Regions from separate parts of the Mus musculus genome. Here region 2 is linked to region 1. Evidence: chromatin contacts called from public Hi-C data. All regions are on one chromosome and are shown on one strand. Each heading gives the region's core, a stretch centred on a gene start, on an enhancer-like site or on the middle of the called end of the contact. The rest is flanking DNA. Distances are from core to core; before and after follow the strand shown. Region 1 overlaps Stx8 (syntaxin 8). Region 2 overlaps Stx8 (syntaxin 8).

Region 1 (3,405 bases), core at 260-2,759:
GATAAGAGATGATCTGCCGGGTGTGGTGGCGCACGCCTTTAATCCCAGCACTCTGGAGGCAGAGGCAGGCAGATTTCTGAGTTCAAGGCCAGCCTGGTCTACAAAGTGAGTACCAGGACAGCCAGGGCTACACAGAGAAACCCTGTCTCAAAAAACCAAAAAAAAGAGATGATCCCCTAGACCTACCCGGGAAGCCCGTAGGGAACTGATCAGGCTACGGGGTGCAAGTTTTTTGTTGCTGCTATTTTGTAGGATTTCACTATATTGCCCAGGCTAGCCTCAAATCTTTTCTATACTTTATTTAGTGTGTGTGTGTGTGTGTGTGTGTGTGTGCATATCCTCACCCTTGCACTTGTGCATGCCACACTGCACATGTGTAGGTCAGAAGACAGCTTGTGGGTCTGGCTCTCTCCTTCCACTACGTGGGTCCTGGCGGTTGTCAGGCTTGGTGGTAGACACCTTAACCAATGATTCTTCTCACTGGCACATGGACTCAAACTCTTGATCCTGTGATTGGGGGTGTTCATTGCAGCACAAGGTTCAAGAACCTCTTAACCTTATTTCTTAAACTAGTTGCTAAATGAACTCTCTCTATATACGGTCACTCCCGCCCTTAGTTCTTGAGTCATTTCTTGATTATTCCTTGGACAAGGTCCTCACTCCTGGTTTTTTATTGTAAGATTGTTTGGGTCTTGTATTGACCAACTAATTTTTGTATATCCTCTCTTGTCTTTTAATTTTACTCAATGGAGCATTTCTTCAGGTTTATGTTCCAATCTGTGAAATTGCAGGGAGTTGGCCGGAGGCTCTTTCTATTTATGGTTTTCCACATTTTTTTTTCTCCCCCACAAACAAAAAGACAGGAAATAACTGATGTATGGAAGCCAATCTATTTGTAAGTCACTAAGTTCAACACCTGTACCTTGCTGGGATCTGCAGTTATTTAAAGTTTCAGTGGCAGGTCCATTTGGCAGCAGTGGAAATGGTGTCATTTCTACGATTAGTTCAAGGTGACAATACTGCTTGCTCTGTTAGAGACTGTCTGATCTTGAAGTTTTCTTTTGTTCTTTCTTTCTTTCTTTCTTTCTTTCTTTCTTTCTCTCTCTCTCTCTTTCTTTTTTGTTTTTGTTTTTGTTTTTGTTTTTCAAGACAGGGTTTCTCTGAGTAGCCCTGGCTGTCCTGGAATTTACTCTGTAGACCAGGCTGGCCTCGAACTCAGAAATCCGCCTGCCTCTGCCTCCAAGTGCTGGGATTAAAGGTGTGCGCCATCACCATCCGGCTCCTTGAAGTTTTCTCAAACTTAATAGTCCTTGGCATGATTTGGGTCCTTTAGGATATGACATGGCATCTTTTCCTAGTGTTCAACAGCTCCGTGAAGAACCTATAACTAAGAAAGGAATATCGAAGACCAGCCAGCAGATGGGGTTCTGTAATACTCTACAGAGCGTCCCCACCAGCTCACATCCGGTGTCTGTGTGTCAGGTGTTGCCCAGGGCCTCCCTGCTCAGCACCTGCCCTTCACTCTGCTCCTCACACTGGGGCTTGATTCTGCAACTTGCCCCTGCAGGCTCCCTGACAGCTGGCACAGAGGAAGAGGAAACTGTTCGGCATTTCTCTGTCTGTTTCTATCGGGTAGCCCTGCAGGCTGGCTAAGCCCCCAAGAGTGCAGCTGCGGAGGTAAAGCGTGGGTCTAGGAGCCCATCTGCAGCGGAGGCAGTTCTGTCTGGACAGCCTCCAGGGAGGACCACAGGATGGCTGCCCTTCCTCCTCAACGTGGCAGCCGCTTCACGGAAGAGACTCATATGGGGGAGACTTTACCTTTCCCCTCCCACTCTCTCATTTAGGAATATATATATATGAATATATATATATGAATATATATATATGAATATATATATATATGAATATATATATATATATATATATATATGCAACAACAATTTAAAAAACAGAGGCCTTGAATTTGAGAGAGAGAGAGAGAGAGAGAACAAGCAAGTGGGGAGGTGCACGGAAAAGGGTTGAGGAAGAAAAGAAAGGGGGAAATTGATATAATCATGTTTTAATTTTGAAAATTAAAAATAAAGAAAACAGTTTTGACACTGCCAGGATTACCAAAAACACACCTCTCTCTCTGATAAGATACCACTGAGTTGGCTCTTTAGGTCATTAATTTTGCTGAACTGCACAGTTATGCTATGTTACTAGGTATTAACTCACCAACTAAACGGAAAGATGGGCATGATGCCCCATCTCCAAAAGGCAATGAGGCAGGAGGATCTCAAATTTAAGACTAGATAGTGCTATATAGCAAAACTTTCCTTCAGACACACTTGCACACAGTCGTTTTCAAAAGTAAGCTACAGAGTGTGCCATAAAGATATACAGGAAGGCTTTTCAGGTGTACTTGTGGGGACTATTCCTGTGGTTATATCCTACGGTATACTTCCAGATGGCTCCATGTTCTGCAACCCATCAGGGAGAGAAATTGGCTGTCTGGGACAGACAAAACAAACCAGGGAATAGTAGCGTTTTATGGGTGTTGGCTGGGAGGGTGGGATGGAGCTCAAGTGTGAGGCCTTCCAGACATGTAATCTTGACCGAGTTGATGGACAAAGAGAGGTGGTGAAGACAGAACAGCGAAAACACAGGAAATGGAGGGGGAACTAGGAAGAGAAGAAAGGGGAGCATAGAGAAACCATGGAAGGGCTCCTCCCCCCAGAGATGGAGATGTGGTCTGGGGATGAGCAATGCTGCCTACATCAGGTTAGCTCATGTGGTCTAATCCAGGGCTCACCAAACTGGTTCCCTAGGGGCTACTAGTGCTTCAGGGCTGTTGGCTCAGGGAAACCTGGCTAGGCTTGTGTCCAGCATGCTCACACGGGAACTTGGGCTCCTAATTTTCAACATGAATATGAGTAAAATAAGACATTACCATTTTTGAAAGTCATGACCCTTGAAGTAAACACGTTGGTTCTGAAAAGGAAAGTTGGACTGATACCCTCAAATCTCCAAGCAGAAATTCATCAAAGACTCCTTATTTCCTATTGTCCTCAGGAGCTGGACAGGTTTCCCACAGGTAACAAAGCCAGATATGTGACTGGGCTTCTTTGACATAAATGTTAGAAATAGAATTTGAAAAACTATTGGATCCATTTTGAGTGATGCTACTAGTAAAATCAGTAAGTTACCCTGCCTCTTTCAGACACACATACACACACACACACACACACACACACACACACACACACACCTACCTCTTTAACAAGCTTACTCTGTTTGTTCTAACCAAGTAATGCTCAGGTTCACAAGGATCAGAGGAAGTGGCTCCTGCAGTTGACTATCCTATCCTCCAGATAGAATATTGTATTATAGGCACTTTCTGTTTTACAAACTGTTTATAAATAT
Region 2 (3,220 bases), core at 173-2,672, 74 kb before region 1:
CCAACAAATATCACAGGTACATGGAGCCAAGTGTCTTAGGTTCTAGAAGTTCAAAGAGGACAGGAAGTTTCAGCTGAAGGGGTGGGGCCTATGAGAAAGAAATACAGTGTTGCCTTTAAAGGTGATAATGTGTCTACCACAGAAACTGTGTCAGACACATGGCACTTCAGTAGCAGCATGTTGGGACACACACACACACACACACACACACACATCCCCGAAGGGATGCATACTTCCCTCTTGACACCTTAGACAGTAAGTTGATTGCATGCTATAAAGTAGGGGCTTATCCAAAGACAAAAAGGGAACTTCAACAGCAAAAACAAATAAGACTTTTATATTTTAAATGCTTTCAGGCAAACACAAGTCCATTGAGAGGTCATTTTCAACAGTGTTAAGTAAACTTAGTGCTGGGTGCACTGAGGAAGTCATTTGTAGGGGAGAAGAAAGCGGTAAGTAAAAGCCAGCTGTGGCTTCGGGATCCTTTGGGCCACGAAGACCTGACTTAGTGGCCTGATCACAGCAACAGTGTTTGATCTGTGATGACAGCTTCGGCACCCTTCTGGAAATGTCCTGGAAGTATGGATCCTTTCAAAGGCACTAAAGCTCAGCCCAGTTTGAGGTCAAAGCTAGTAACAAGGTCCGGGGCTCAGGACAAGAGGTGTATTACCTGGCTCACTGATCCGTAATTGGCCACTCTCTGTTCCGTATACAAGGAAGCAGAGGTTCTGGAGGGCTGCATGGGGAGCCAGCTAGCTCTGCTCTCACCTGTGCTTTTAACCCCTTCCTAAACCATGGGGGCCCACCCAGGGCTCCTGACAACCAACAGAAGACAGGGTTCACCAGGGATAAAGGGCCAGACCCTTTGGGGCTGAAAAACTAAGATACAATTCCTTTTCTTTATCTCCTTCTCTTTGTGCCTCTACTTTTTATGGTGGAAATACCAGGCACACACACACACAAAGTAAAAGCAGCCAGGAACACTTACTGTCATGAACTGAACTGGTTCTTGGCCAGTCTGCTTCCATGTGCACCTTCACTTGCCCCTGTGGCCAGAAATGGGTCTCTGGTGTATATCACCCGAAGGCTTACAGTAAGAGTCACTGACAGAAGTCAGTCACTGTCATATAACCATGGCAGGCTTGAGCCCTCATCTTTCTGACATGGACAGTGGGTCTAAGTTTGCAGAATGGCCCCTGAAACAACCTGAGCCATGCATACTGAATCAACTCTCAAAGACAGAAATTGGGGTGTTTTCTTTTTCCTCCTAACAGGGCTGCAGCCTCCGGGGCTCTCGCCATCCATCCCCAGCTAAGGAAATGTTTGACATTTCAGAATGAAACTGACAGTTGAACTCCTGGGAGCCTGCCAGCTTCTAAACAATGAGCGCTCTGGGCCCAGCCCTAGCTCAGAACACCTGCAAGGCTCGGCTTTGGGTCACTTCCTCTGCATTTCACTCAGCTCCTGCCATGGCACTGCCGGCACCTGGCCAGGCAGATGTTTGCTCCCAAGACTCAAGCGTCCCTTTGAGGGGCAGGCACGAGGTGCCAAGGGTCAGGTTACAAGGGTCGGGGAAATGTCCGTTTCCTTTGGTCAGTTTACCAGATGAGTATCCAACACTTGGGATATTTACAAGTCTAGCATATGGCAACTTAAAGAGATGTAAGAAAACAAACTCCCTTTCAGATTAGGAAGGGACATTAATTAACACTGTGGCTTTGGAACAGGGACGTGTTTTCTGAAGATTGTTCATCTGGATTAATGGCCCATGCTCCCCCCCCCCCCCCCAGTGAAACACTGGAAACCACTGAGTGACAGCATGTGCTGCCAACACCCCCACTGCAGCAGAGAGCAGGTAACCGCCCTCACTGTTCACTGGCTAGGTGGGGGAAAAAAAAAGGAAAATTTGGAGGCCAGCTTTTCTAGGGAATGGTAGCCATTTTCACAAGGGCATCCTTGTCCAGAAGTTCTTTATATGCAGGGTTTGTCATAAGACAAGCCATCCTGACTCCCTGCTACTTGTTTTGAACCAAAATGCACGTTCTCATCGCTTGCCTTGTGTGTCACACTGTGCAGAGTCGTGGCCACCAGGCCAGCCCCACGCAGCCACCACCTGTGAGGATGAGACACGTGTGACTAACGCCTGCGGCGGATGAGTTTCCTCTCACAGTTGTGCTGTCAAAGGTGACATTTGCTTAAGCATCAGCCAGTTGGTTCTTGCAGATCAAACATAGATTTTAGAAATATTTTATTTTAGTTTTGCAGCAGGCTCTGGAGCCAAAGGTGGGGATTGAGCAGGACAAAAGACAGAACTGGGATATTTATTTTCAAAAGTTCATGTAAATGTCCCCTTGAATCCCAGTACTAGGTAAATAAGCCAAGAAAGAAGAGGACCGTGGGCGAAGATGAATGTGTTTGCTTTTTGCTCGTTTGAATTAATTGACAGCTGGAAAATGCAGCCTACTCTGACGCAGTCGATGCTACTTGCCTGCTCGTGGTGTGGACATCACAGCTTTCCACCAAGCGACCTCACAGCTCAGCAGGCCAGACAGCCAGACACTGGTGGGCAGGACAGCACTTCCCGCCCCTGGTCTCATCCTTCCTGAGGGTACTTTACCTCACGGGTGTACGTGTTAATTGCCTTTAGTAAAGTTTTCATTAAAACACCAGGCAAAAGGCAAGAAGAGCCTCCCATGAGTTTGGTTTTGTTCTTGTCTGACATGCAAACCATCACTCCGAGCTTTTCTTTCTCTTTCTCGGCTGAGGTGGGGCGGCATCCTTCTCCATCTTCAGCATGTATGCATGTTTATATGCATATATGTACATGTGTGCAGGTCAGAGGACAACTTTAGATGTCATTCCACAGGAGGTATCCACCTTTATTTCTCGAGACAGGGTTTCTCACAGGCATGGGACTTATCAGATCCACTAGGCTGGTTGCAAGGTTTTATCAGCTGAGCTATCCCCTCAGCCCACCCTCAGTCTATATGGAGGCCACCTTCTCCGGCTGTTCTTTCTTCCTTCTTTCACTTCTTCCTTCTTTCACTACCTTCTTCCATTCTCAGCTAACTCCAGAGCCATAGGCTCAATGCTCAGCTTACACATGGTGTCTTACATCAAGGCTGCTCAGTCCCATGTATCCTGCCTCTCCTGGAGACCAAGAAAACATTTTCAAGGGCACGTCTATGCAAGGCCATCCTTAGGAAGGATGGTCCTTTAT

The links. A called contact is a pair of places that touch in the nucleus more often than the background predicts.
Region 2: a contact with region 1 is called in a Hi-C map of double positive thymocytes, with 2.9 times the contacts expected there. The contact joins two enhancer-like sites. A contact is called at or near these places in 3 of 39 promoter capture datasets (cranial neural crest, embryonic stem cells and pre-B cells), 4 of 484 Hi-C or Micro-C datasets (the N1E-115 cell line, double positive thymocytes, nephron progenitors and 1 more) and 3 of 115 datasets of contacts at active chromatin or transcription factors (double positive thymocytes, regulatory T cell precursor and thymic regulatory T cells).

What each region holds. Positions count from the first base shown.
Region 1 is chr11:68,124,400-68,127,804 of GRCm38.p6, reverse strand. All of the region lies in intron 7 of Stx8 (syntaxin 8), which reads right to left. Among named protein-coding and RNA genes, the nearest start is that of Mir6406, 95 kb to the left of the region's middle. Within about 2 kb of position 1,509, at least 23 of the 459 cell types and tissues checked have an H3K27ac peak or open chromatin away from gene starts, as enhancers often do. A contact at or near this core is called in double positive thymocytes, pre-pro-B cells, regulatory T cell precursor and 1 more, where this site is marked.
Region 2 is chr11:68,198,198-68,201,417 of GRCm38.p6, reverse strand. All of the region lies in intron 7 of Stx8 (syntaxin 8), which reads right to left. Among named protein-coding and RNA genes, the nearest start is that of Mir6406, 21 kb to the left of the region's middle. Within about 2 kb of position 1,422, at least 77 of the 459 cell types and tissues checked have an H3K27ac peak or open chromatin away from gene starts, as enhancers often do. A contact at or near this core is called in double positive thymocytes, pre-pro-B cells, regulatory T cell precursor and 1 more, where this site is marked.